Regions from separate parts of the Zea mays genome. Here region 1 is linked to region 2. A link is a contact called in public Hi-C data. All regions are on one chromosome and are shown on one strand. The core of a region is the stretch at or near the end of the contact, and the rest is flanking DNA. Distances in the headings are between cores, read along the strand shown.

The links. A called contact is a pair of places that touch in the nucleus more often than the background predicts.
Region 1: a contact with region 2 is called in a Hi-C map of leaf, with 1.9 times the contacts expected there. The contact joins the enhancer-like site here to the promoter of LOC100191464 in region 2. A contact is called at or near these places in 9 of 25 Hi-C or Micro-C datasets (bundle sheath, ear, endosperm and 3 more).

The regions. Positions count from the first base shown.
Region 1 is chr8:154,298,581-154,305,089 of Zm-B73-REFERENCE-NAM-5.0, forward strand. LOC100283392 reads right to left here. Exons shown (of 3, transcript NM_001245900.1): 1 at 6,435-6,509; 2 at 3,209-3,288; 3 at 2,554-2,974. The coding sequence ends at 2,721. Among protein-coding and RNA genes, the nearest start is that of LOC100283392, 3.4 kb to the right of the region's middle. Within about 2 kb of position 2,356, at least 6 of the 20 cell types and tissues checked have an H3K27ac peak or open chromatin away from gene starts, as enhancers often do. A contact at or near this core is called in ear, leaf and leaf mesophyll, where this site is marked.
Region 2 is chr8:154,263,143-154,269,483 of Zm-B73-REFERENCE-NAM-5.0, forward strand. It overlaps LOC100191464 (putative leucine-rich repeat transmembrane protein kinase family protein), which reads left to right and starts at 1,847. Exons shown (of 13, transcript NM_001136897.1): 1 at 1,847-2,015; 2 at 3,233-3,529; 3 at 3,626-3,758. The coding sequence starts at 3,442.

The sequences.
Region 1 (6,509 bases), core at 1,106-3,605, 36 kb after region 2:
TTGCTTTCGTCATTGGTCACTAGAAAATTAATCCGCTTTAATATATTTCTGAATACGCCACGAGGTACAGGGGATTCACCCAAAACCGCTAAATTGCATTGCTATTGGCAAGAACCAACGAGATATTTAACTATTTATCACTCTACGAATATTAAGTCTCCGGTAGTCATTATTACACGTGAATCTATATTTTTGCCATTATAGAGAGGAGATGCACTAAATTATTACACGTATGCACTAAATTATTACACGAGAATCTATATTAAAGTTGTCTGCGTCTGTTAATTGATTAATTTAGGCGGTCACTGCTACAATAGCCGCCTCCATTGATATGATGGATCCATTATAGAGGCGGCTGTTAGCCTCCTATCATGTTTTTTTAATCTGCATGTGATTTATAAACTGTGTATTTTAAGTTTCAACGTATGCTTAATTTGTGTGTAGATTTCGAGTCAGCGAGTCATGTGTAAATAATTTTATAAGAGTCACTAATTTTTTGAGCTAATCATAAAATATCTCTCAGCAGCCCTCTTAATTTAATTTGACCCTTTTATACTTAAATCCTGTCTTCGCCCTGGTGATGAGAACCTTTTGCTACCTAGTATAGTTCAAAGATCTCTTAACTGCGATATAAACAAAACACATAAGGCTATATTTGGATATTCTAGTATTCACCTCAATCCATATGTGTTGAGGTGGATTGGGGTGTAAATTAACACCCCAATCCACCTCAACACATGTGGATTGAGGTGAATAATAGAGTACCCAAACAAGGCCTAACGAAACTACCAGATACCGAATTAGGGGTACCCAAATCATAACTCTAAAATGCCTAGACGCTTGAGTAAGAAAAGGTCATAAGAAAACACGCTCCCAACCTTACCAAGGCGCGTAGAACCTAAGTCGCAACTCGCACGAGGCCAACCTCGGGCGGAAAACGCATTCCCAACTCGCCCGAAGGTGTCTCGGGCGGTGCCCCGGAGCATGCCCACCTCGGCCAACCACTCCGATCCCAGAACGTGTGTCCGTACGTTCACCTGCCCCATTGAAGGTGCCAAAGTCAACAAAGGACGATACGGTTACGGTCTAATCTACCTTACCGCTCACGACGATGGTAAGGGCGCGAATACGGGGCACTGTTCCCCCACTCCGATCACTGTTTCAACCACCCAGAGCGTGGCTACATGTAATGTCTAATCCCGACCTTGGCTTCGGGAGAAATCTTTGCCTCGCCCGAGCCCGGCCTCGGCTAACTGCCCCAGTAAGGGAGCACGCACATTAAATGCCACCTACTCTCTCGCGAACCTCGCAGAAGACCATGCCAAGCACTATTTCAACCACTCCGACTCGAGAAACTTGGAAAACATCTCATCCACACCCTGTACCGGCTAGGGCTCAGACGTCTGTCCATGCTCCTGAACCCAGCCTCAGCTGTCTACCCAATCAAAGGAACATGCTATAGGGATCAGACGTCCTTCTCCTGACCAAAAGACAACACAAGGACGAGGGCCATCCTACCGGCCATGCCGCTACAGGGCTCGAACACATCTTCTCTAACCACAACAATAACATAACAACCCTTGTACTCCTAGTCCCCCTTACGACTATAAAAGGAGGAGCCCGGAGCCTTCATGGGAAGACTTCACGGCTCACGACTCACCTCACTCCTGATATTGGCACTCGCTACAATCATACTCAGAGACTTGTAACTCACCCCCTCTCTCGACTTGCTTGTATCCCCACTATGAGCACTTAGGTACAAGATAATATAAGTCTCCATCCTCGCTGGATGTAGGTTCTTCTCTTGCTCGAACTAGAATAAATCCTGTGTGTCTTCTTGTATCAATCATACAGGACAAGGATACGCAACACAAATTTACTAGTTGGTTAAGACGCTCGAGTCAAAACACCGACAGAAACAAGAGCGTAGAGGAAGGTTTTTCTTTATTTGTGCTGGTTGCTTTGGTCAAGTTTACCACACGTGTCTGAGAGCGCCATGGAGCAAGGAGATCGACTGGCTCCTCTAGGTCGCCGTCTCGACGACCACATCGTCGAATTAATCAATGTCCAAATACTTGGTCGTTTCTGGCATGTCATGACCTTGATGTTTGTCTCGCCGACCATTGTAAACATCAAGGTCAGCAATGAAATACCCCGACGTCACGTCACTAATATTTCCGGTCGATTTCACCATGCCACTGCAGTTTTGACATGCACGCTGCATTTCTGAAACGGGCCCAGTAAATAGTTTATGCTTGCACACAAAAAATAGGACCACGGGATGTTGGCCTTGGCCGAGGGAAGCTAACACGCGTTGCTGTCCAAATTTATTACTGATCGCATGCATCTGAGCACGGCTGCTACCAGAAACCGCTGCACGGCCGGCGAGCACATAACCCGTCGTTGCCACGCATCCCACCATGGCCGCTCATGTTTTAGCATCTAAAGGAGCGCGCAAAGCTGCACTCTGCACGACGGCAGCAAATTGCAGGAAAAAAAAATACTCGGTCGTTCTCTCAGGATCAACTTTGTGTCACGGCGGATCAGAGAGTTCCTCAAACCGGTGAACATAAACAACACGGATACCAAATCGTGCATGACTCAGTGACGACCGTTCCATACACAACACCGAACTAGACCTTGCCCAACGACAAGTTATTCAAAGGCGAGTTCAAACTATAGACCGATCGTTGCTGCGGCTTCTAGAGGAGACGGAGCTTCTAAAGCGCCTTCAGGATCTCCTCAGCGCCGGAGATCGTGAACTGCCCGCCTTCCTCGATGTTTGCGACGGTGACCGTGAGGTCGTCGGCCAGGAGAGCGAACCTCTTCGAGCGCACGCCCAGCCCTTTGTCCGTGAGATCGAGCTCGAGGTCGAGCGCCTTGGTGTACGCTCCAGATCCGTCGGCGAGGAACTTCACGTGCTTGTTCTCGGGGTAGGTCTTCGCCCACGCCTTCATGACGAAGGGGTCGTTAACTGCATGTCACAGCGGAAACAAGTTCTGTCATGATCTGGCTCTGGCTGGCCTACTAGCTGCTTTTGGTCGAGGAGGCCATACACGCGCAACATGGCAAACTGATGGTATTCAGTCCGTGTAAAACAGGATAGTAGGTCAGGATTTTGCTTTTGTTTTAAGCTTTAAACATTTGACGATGAAGAAATAAGCAAAAAAAAAAAAGACAGACAGGCAAACATATGCTGGAAACGTACCGCTGATAAGCAGGATCTCGTCTACACCCTTGGCTTTGAGCTGCTCAGCCTGTGTGATGAAGCCTGGCACATGCTGGTTGCTATGAACATAGAAGACACGCACGGAATAGAGACAGCATGAGTGCTTCAGCTTTTCACAGAACAGTAGAAAGATTTCAGAGATATAGGAAGCAACAAAACTACTGGCTTCGGTTAGTGGAATTTACCTTCAAATCTAATCCTTTTAGATTTTAAGTAGTTTGCAATTTTCCATTGAGCTTCTCGAACTAAAGCAGCTAAGCAATTTTAGGTTAGTACTCCCTTTTCATTCCAAAATTGGTATGCCGTTCTGACCTTTTTATATACATATACTTTTTACTTTTTACTGCGTGTATAGACAATAATGTATATCTATGCGCCTTTGCTATGCACCTAGAAAACCCAAAACGGCTTACAATTTGGAATAGAGGAGTAATAAGCACTAACTCAAACTAGCTATGATCCGTAAATAACCAAAACAAGAGATAATACCTTTTGTTCACACTATAAACTGGAATCATGGGCTGTAGTTAGACTAGATAAAATTCAGTAGCTACAAGAGGAAAGCTACAATGCATGAAAAATACACTGGTCTGTAAAGGGACAATTAATCAAGAAGGACCTGCCTACACAATCACAATCACAATCCATTAATTGGGAGGGGGCCGTGGTTTCCACTGAAGATGCGGATCTTTCTACATGCGCGACACTTTCTCTTCCCATCGTTTGTGGGATGGGTGCTGCTTGAAGGCTCAGATCTCAACAATCGCAGTCCTTATTCAAGTTGCATGTACAGTTGGGCGAACTAAGACCTGTTCCAAGCCTCTAGAGCTAAGGTGTTGTTTGGTTCACGAAATGTAACGTAAATGGAAATGGTTCACACCCGAGTACCAGTGGTAACAAGTTTGAAACTTTGAATATGTCGATATTAGTCCCTAGTGTGATATCTGATTATGGTTGGACTTAAAAAAACATGATGTAAAGTTATCGGCTACCCATTACGTTACAAATATATGAACCAAACAACACCTAATTGTTAGTCAACTAATAAGTCATTAGCTGGTTTTGGGTGGGTTGGAGCAGCTAACAACTAATAGCTATGCTATTTGAGAGGCATAACTAACAATTAGCTGACATGTTCTAAATCACTCAGCTAATTTTAGCAGCTAACTATTAGTAGTTTAGAGGTTCAGAATAGCGCCTCAATACAGGGGCGGAGCAAGGGGGCAGGGGCCTTTTTTCTCGAAAAACGCAGGAGGACTGCGTTTTAGATAAATATTAAGAAGATAGAGACAAGGGTCAGGGACCTTGGCCCCCCTTAACTCTCCCGTACACATACTATGAAACATAAAAGTTTCTTTGGTTAAAATAAATTTCTCTATCCAACTAAAATTTTGTTGCAAAATTTGAAGCATCAAATTCGTTTCTAATAATAAAATCGACGAATTTCAGTCCAATGTTGTCACCAAATAGTTGTTGTGCACGTGACAAATTTGATGTTTCACCTTGATTATACAACCATCTAGAGCCAAATACATTACGATCACTTACCAATTTAGTAAAAAACCATCTTAAATTGTGTAAAAGTTCCATGTATCAAATGGTTTACGGATTATTAAGATTAATGATCACCCTTCTAATCTCAACTGCAACCATTGAGAGAGCCTTTTAGCTACAAAACTTATCAAAGCACATCTACGAAATAAAATGGTAGATGATTTTATGTAAAGTTTTTATGTAAAGTTACTTGATCATCGATCTATATTGATATAGAATTGACAACTATGACTCATAATATAATCGAAGCTTTTAATTTGGTCGATCATCGTACAGGCTAATTATTTTGATCTCTGTTGGAATTAATTAATTTACAATTATATGGTGTAAGTATTTTTTTTAATAATTTATTGATATACGCAAATTAGTATATACATGTGTATATATCCTATTATATTTTGTACCTTACAGGGCGTTTGGATCCCTTTATTTTAGAGGAATTGAATTCACTTAATAAAGTAACCTATTTAGCTTGGAATTTGACATTCCACCAGTTTCTAAAGTTCAGATATAAGCCTATCACAAATTCATGGGGTGGAAGATGAAAAATAATTTTATTTATTAGTAGAATTTGTTTCTACTCTATAACTTATAGGACGCTCTTCAACTCACTCCTTTATAGTAAAAATATAGCAAATAAATATCTCTGACATCTTGCTAATAATAGTATACAGACATATTTTGCATAAAACCGAATTAGCTTAATTGGTATATGGCTAAATTACTATTACGGGGCGTTTGGATCCCTTCATTTTAAAGGAATTGGAATTCACTCAATAAAGTAACTTATTTAGTTTGGAATTTGGCATTCCACCATTTTCCAAAATTCAGATATAAGCCTATCTCAAATTCATAGGGTGGAGGATAGGAAATGATTTTATGCATGATTAGAATTTGTTTCTAATCTGTAACTTACATGACACTCTTCGTTCTACTACTCTATAGTAAAAATGTAGCACATAAATATCTAGGACATCTTGCTAATAAGAGTATACAAATATATTTTGTATAAAAGTGAATTAGCTTAATTGATATATGCCTAAATTACTATTATTAGAATGGAATTCAATTCCAGTGATCCAAACGGGGCGTTATTAGAATGAAATTCAATTCCAATGATCCAAACGGTGCGTTATAGGATTTGATAAATTTGCTGGGCCCCTCATATAACATAATTCTGGCTCCGCCCCTGCGTCCATAGACCCCTCCCTCCACTTGACGGCCGTGGTTTTCTTGCTGACCCAACGTTGAGAGGTTCCGCTCCTTACTGCCAGCAACGCGCATGACGCTGACTAGGAGGTGGAACCGGTTGTGCTGCAATTTAAGGCCAGACTATTTCACGATCCTCTCAGCGCACAAGCATGGTTGCTCTTCTCTGCCGGATACCCACTTGCAGCAGAAAGCGCAGCTGGCATGGCTAAAAAAACTCAACCCCCACCCCCGCCCAATTTTTTCCTCGTAGATCTGTTGCTCAAAACTAAACCACTAGTATTCATTCCGAATCCGGACTGGAACTAATCCCAAGAGAGCCCATATAACCGCCCGCCGAACCGACCGAGACCGTTCTCCCCCAAAACACAGGGGCCAAAAGGCTCGGAGATCTCCGAGAGAGTGGGAGGAAGAGACGGGGCAGGGGACAGGGCGTAGGGACCTGCAGGTCGGGGTGAAGGCGCCGGGGACGCCGAAGAGGATGACCTTCTTGCCGGCGGCGAGCGCGTGGACGGAG
Region 2 (6,341 bases), core at 597-3,096:
AAAATTAAAGATATATCAGATTCTTAATGTAGAAGTGTAACCAGTTATAATGCGTGCAAATAATAAGTAATTATGACACCAAATGTTGCAAAAATATGACATCCATCTGATATATAAGGCTATCTCTAGCATCTTACTCATCGTCATCTCCTATTTCAAAAAATCTATTTAGTACATTATACAATACAAAACAATATTTTATACACGCAAGAACAGATCCAAAGGGTGTTGTAGATAGGTCCCTGACTACCTTATAATTTGCTCCAAAAATAAACTACTACTCAGAGTTTAGGTCCAAAAATACAAATATATGTAATATGCAGCCTAACTTGATGAATTAAATACATTATAACACATTTTAGTTATTTTCTACTCATCCAACGAATTGATAGAAATTATATATATAGTACCAAATTATGCATGGTATTATTTTTGGTCTTGACTACTACCCTAGGTTAAAAATCCTAGGTCCGCCACGCTTTGCTGGCTATAGCTTAAGAAGCGACAATGCTATATTGGATATCAAAACAGATCGGTTCAACTAATGTATTGATCTTTGGAGGCATTTGAGCAGCACATCCATAGCAGGTCGGCAACGAACCTTTTTTATCCATGATTAGCTCCTTTCTGCAATGGATCTGATAGGGGAAGCTCGTTATGTTTTAGGCCCCGATTAATTAGAGGGACTAATCTTTGGTTAGAGGGATTTGCAAGTGTTGGTTAGAGCACCTATAATAACTAACTAAAAAATGACCCTAAATATGTAATTAGAAAGTTGCTAAACAAATTTCAGGAGAGAGAAAAAGCTTGGTCTCCATCAGATCATTAAATTTAGGAACTAAATCAAAATTTGAATCATCTCTACGCCGAAGTGGTATATTCAAAATTAAGTAAAACCGAGTGAAGGCGGACGTTCGACGCCTTTGTACGTGATTAGGGGCATGTTTGGTTTCGTGTTCTAAGTTATCACATTTTGTCTAACTTTTCTGTCTAATGTTAGTTCTTCAATTCAGACGACTAACTTTAAATAAAGTGTGACATATTTAGCCACAAACCAAACATGCACTAGGTCTTACGCGGTGAAGGCTTCTTTTTTTTTCTATAGCTAGTCAACCAGTTCAGTAGTGCACAACCGAGTGCAGTTCAGGTATTCTTTATATAGAGGTGGTGCTTTTTTTCAAATTTTTCTATAGTATCTTATCAGTGGCCAGATCATCCCCTATTTTAATCTTTACAATATAAACAATGCAAAACAGTGATTTGTACGATAATATGCATGACCTGTTGGAGACGGTCAGAGAATTCAAAGTGAATTCTTGATGCAACCTTATATTGATATGGACATATGGTATCCATGCCACTATCATGTGTGATGTGTTGAGACTTAAATCTTGACATATATTTGACGAGGTTATTCTCAAAAGAAATAAAGTAGGGAACGGATGCTGTTGCTGTGTTGCAAGTGCGCGTTGAATTCAGGAGAATGGCCTTCACGACGGTTGTCTGGCACCACGACGACGTGCGGCAGGCGAGGATTTCCATTTCATTTTCTCAACGGAAGAACGACGGACATAAACTGAATGAGTAAATAAACAAATTTCGGAAAAAAAGAAGAACGACGGACATAAATAAAGCGAATAAATCATTATTATTTGTCGAAAGAAAAAGACAAGGCACAGCCAGTGATACGGGGGACAGCTAGGCTGGCCCACAGCTCCAAGGCATCGTCAATCAATTAGCTAAAGCAATAAAAAAATCACTAGAATTCCCCCTCGTTTGCGCGTCTCTTCGAACCCCACCTCACCTGCCCCCCGCGCGGGCCCTACCGCGCGTCTCTTCGAACCCAAGCCAACCAGGCAACCAGCCGTGAGCCCGTGATTCGCCTCGGCTCGCCGCCGGCCGCCGGCCACCGGCCCCCACACCACGACAGATCGCAAGCTTGTGAGGAGCTCCGCGCGACTAAAGCGATCTAATCACCTAGCCGCCGGCCGCCAGGCCGCGGCGCTGAACCACGGGTAAGGGTCCATCTCTGCAGCGCCTCAGCGAGTTGCAACGCTATCGGCATCTGTCGATCGCATTTCCTATCAGCTAGCCCTGGAAACCTTAGCTCCGTGTTGTTGGCTTGTTGCTCTTCCCTTAACAAAACTCTTTGATTTTTTATTTTTAGTTTCGAAAAGGTAGCTGCAACCGATTTGGGATTCTTGACCCGGTTTAACTATTCCCGTCCCTTGTTCAGAAATTTATTTCCTTTTCCCCTTGAAGCACAGCAAAGCAAGGCTATTCGGGTGTTTAAAGGGTGTTCAAAGGCTATTCGGGTGTTTAATTGGTGTTTAAAGGGTTTATTAATAAACTATATTTATAGATACTTTTTTCTCTTGTATAATATAGTTTTTAATTGTCTATTGAGTTTAGAGAACCGTTTTAATATCTATACACATGTTCTAATAAATTTATTTCCTTTACCCCCGGAACAATGTCAATGCGGTGCGGGCCATATTCTCCTGCCATATGGGATGATGATGGGCGCGGGCGCCAAAGGGTTTCTAAAATGCGGGCCGTCGAATCCGTCGCCGGAGATGACGATGTCAGCGCGCGCGCGTTCTGCAGACTTGCAGAGTCGCGTTCCACCCTTGATGACAACGACCTCCCTGTCCCTCATATATTATCCAGTTTTTTAAGCCCGTCTCTGGAATCCTGGCGTGGAATTGTCCTACAGGTGGCGGAGGAAGAATTCTCTTCACGACTGTCGCTTTTATTTTTTATTTTTATTTTTTAAAAAGGCGCGACCTCAAACACGATTACAGCCAAGAGGATGCGCCGTGAAATCTTCTTTCAAAGTGTGTTTGTTTGTCTGTTTGTTTTCTTTTTGGCTTCGTCGTGTCGCGCCTGCCGTTCTTGGTCTCTTCTCCAATTACCTACCCGTTCCTCCAACAGCGGACGACCGCTGTTTCCCTCCTCCTCTCCCCACATCTCTCTCTCCTCTCCCCCCTCTTCTCCGCTGCCCCACCCGCCGCCGTGTAAGCACCCCTTCTCCCATTCCTCTTTTCGGTTTCTCGATTCGAATCGCGTGCTGTGTGAGCAAGATCGTCAGGCAAAACCCAAAAAAAAGGGGCGCTAGAGCTGTTTTGTTCGCTTTATGGTGATCGCAAGTTCCCTCCGCTCCCCGTCGCCCTTTTTCTGGCGCCTCTGACCTGTTCCTGTTCCTGCCTGTTTGTTTCCTTGTTGCACGCAGGCGCGAAGCGTACGCGAGGCTGCCGCGCCTGGGTCTGGGTGGAGCTCGCGTCGTCCCTGCAGCTACCGCGGGCGCAATGCCTGCCCCCCGCGCCTGACCATGCATCCCAGGCGGCTCAAGAGGCTGGCGAAGAGGATCACGTGACGACGCCTCGCCGTCGTCTAGGTCGTCGCTCGCGCGCCTGCGGAACGGAAAAAAGGACGCGCAGGATGGATGGCTCCATTTCATCGGCGCTGGCGCTTCTCGTGCTGGCGCTTCACCTCGCCGTGGACGGCTGCTCGGCGGTCAACTTCGAAGGTACCGGCCGGCGCGGTCTCGCCGCTGATGTTTGGTTTCGGCTCTTGCATCTGTCGTGCTGACTTGGTGCGCGTTCCTCGATCGTGGCGTGCGCAGGGTCGGTACTGCTCAAGTTCCAGTCAAGGGTGGAGGAGGATCTGTATGGCGCCATGGTGAGCTGGAGCCCGGGCGACGGCGACCCCTGCAGTTGGAACGGCGTGCGCTGCGCCGATGGCAGAGTCGTGATGCTGTGAGTTGGATGTCCTCCTCCCCTTCTAAATGTGCAGTGGTTTGGTTTGAATTTCCATTTCACTCGTATCAGCATGTATCGTCATGATTGCCAACAACCAACGTTTCATTATCCTGTTTAATAACGGGTCTTCCATTTGACTGTATCTTTCACGGCACAAGGGTGTAGTGGCATTGGTTTATTGTTTGGCGCCCGTACATTGCATTTATATTGCAGTTATCGCGTTTGACTTTATATTGCGTACATTGAAAGAAATGTACCTGTTCTTCTGTCGAGTTTATCCAGGACAACGTAGTCTGCTTCTTAATTCAGACAAGTTCTAAAAGAAAACTAGCTGTTCAATGGTTGACAGAGTTGGTACGATGATGAGGTTTCTGATGAGCAAATAAGGAGCGTTTTATATTCCACTTGGAGAAATTTCCATGCACTCTGGAGCATCTCTAGTCACTAAAATTTGGTGTAATATGCCCTTGAACATGCTACGCTTTAAATTATTTCTACCTTTTTAAAATCATAGAGTAAAAGATTTATGTAATGCATCAGTCCAAATTAGTATTGAAACGAAGCTTCTGAGCAAGTTCATTATTTGGTCTATTAGGGTGGTTTCTTGACTCAGTCAACCTGAACAAGCGGCTGCGGCTATGATTGGTTTCTATTGGTGGTGTCATTTTTATTTGTATGGGGCGGGATCACCATGAGTTGGAATGGAAAACCCTAACCCTAACAGGGGTTGGGTGGTGTATTATAGACTTGAGTAAACTGGGCCAGGCCCATTACAGAGGGGCGAGACAGTAATTCCACAGGGAAAACCCCAAACCCTAAACGGGTATTCTAACACCCCCCCGCAGTCACAACTCTATCCTGTACAGATGTTGAGACTGGAGCGAAAGTCTAAAAATACACTCGACGGTAATCCCTTGGTGAAGATGTCAGCGAACTGCAACGTGGTGGGGACGCTGAGAACCCGAACATCACCGGCAGCGACACGCTCGCGGACGAAGTGCAGGTCGATCTCCACGTGCTTCGTGCGCTGATGCTGCACGGGATTGGTGGAGAGGTAGACCGCGCTGACGTTGTCGCAGTAGACGAGGGTGGCGCGCTGAAGGGGACTGTGGAGCTCGTGGAGGAGCTGTCGCAGCCAGGAGGCCTCTGCCACGCCGTTGGCCACGGCGCGGTACTCGGCCTCAGCGCTGGAGCGAGAGACGACGGGCTGCCGTTTGGCGGCCCAAGAGACGAGGTTGGCGCCCAGGAACACGGCGTAACCGGAGGTGGACCGGCGCGTGTCGGGACAGCCAGCCCAGTCAGCATCGGTGTAGACCACGAGCTCCGACGTCGGGGATGGTCGCAGTAGGAGGCCGTAGTCGAGGGAGCCGCGGAGGTAGCGCAGTATCCGCTTGAGAGCGGTGAGGTGGGGCTCCCGTGGAGTGTGCATATGAAGGCACACCTGCTGGACAGCGTAGGCGATGTCGGGCCTGGAGAAGGTGAGGTACTGGAGTGCGCCGATCAGGCTCCGGTAGGACGTCGCATCGGCGACCGGAGGCCCGTCGTCCTCAGATAGCTTTGCCTGAGTGTCGACAGGCGTGGAGCAGGGCTTGCAGTCAGACATGCCAGCCCGCTCCAGGATGTCGATGGCGTACTGGCGCTGGTGGAGGAAGAGACCCTGAGGCCGGCGCTCGGCGGTGATGCCGAGGAAGTGGTGAAGGGGCCCCAGGTCCTTCATGGCGAATTCCCGCTGAAGGGCGACGATCGTGCGATGAAGAAGGTCGGCGGTGGATGCCGTGAGCACAATGTCGTCGACGTAGAGCAGGAGGTAGACGGTGTCGTCGCCGCGCCGGTAGATGAACAGGGACGTGTCCGACTTGGCCTCGACGAAGCCGATGGAGGCCAGGTAGGAGGCGAAGCGACTGTACCATGCCCGTGGCGCCTGCTTGAGGCCGTACAGGGACCGGTTCAGCCGGCAGACCAGATCCGGACGGTCAGCGTCGACGAAGCCGGTGGGCTGGCTGCAGTAGACAGTCTCCGTCAGAGTGCCATGGAGGAAGGCATTCTTGACGTCGAGCTGGTGGATCGCCCAGTCACGGGAGAGGGCGAGGGAGAGGACGGCGCGAACAGTGGCGAACTTGACGACGGGGCTGAAGGTCTCGTCGTAGTCCACTCCGGGGCGCTGGGTGAAGCCCCGAAGGACCCAACGGGCCTTGTAGCGGTCGAGGGAGCCGTCCGAGGTCAGCTTGTGGCGAAATAGCCACTTGCCGGTGACCACGTTGGTGCCTGGTGGACGCGGCACCAGGTCCCAGGTGTGGTTGGCCAAGAGGGCCGCGTACTCCTCCTCCATAGCACGACGCCAATGTGGGTCGGCGAGGGCAGCACGAACGGAGGAGGGCACAGGGGATGCGTCCGTAGGAGTGCAGGTCGTATCCGCTGCCAGGATCAGCCGGTCGACGGGGCGAAGAACGCCAGCGGCGCGCCGAGTCACCATCGGGTGGACGTGCCCGGGGTCGCGGTGGATGGCGACCGGGTGGTATACTGACGACTCGGAACGGGCCGCCGGAACGTCGGGAGCGGCGGGTATGGCCGGCTCGCGAC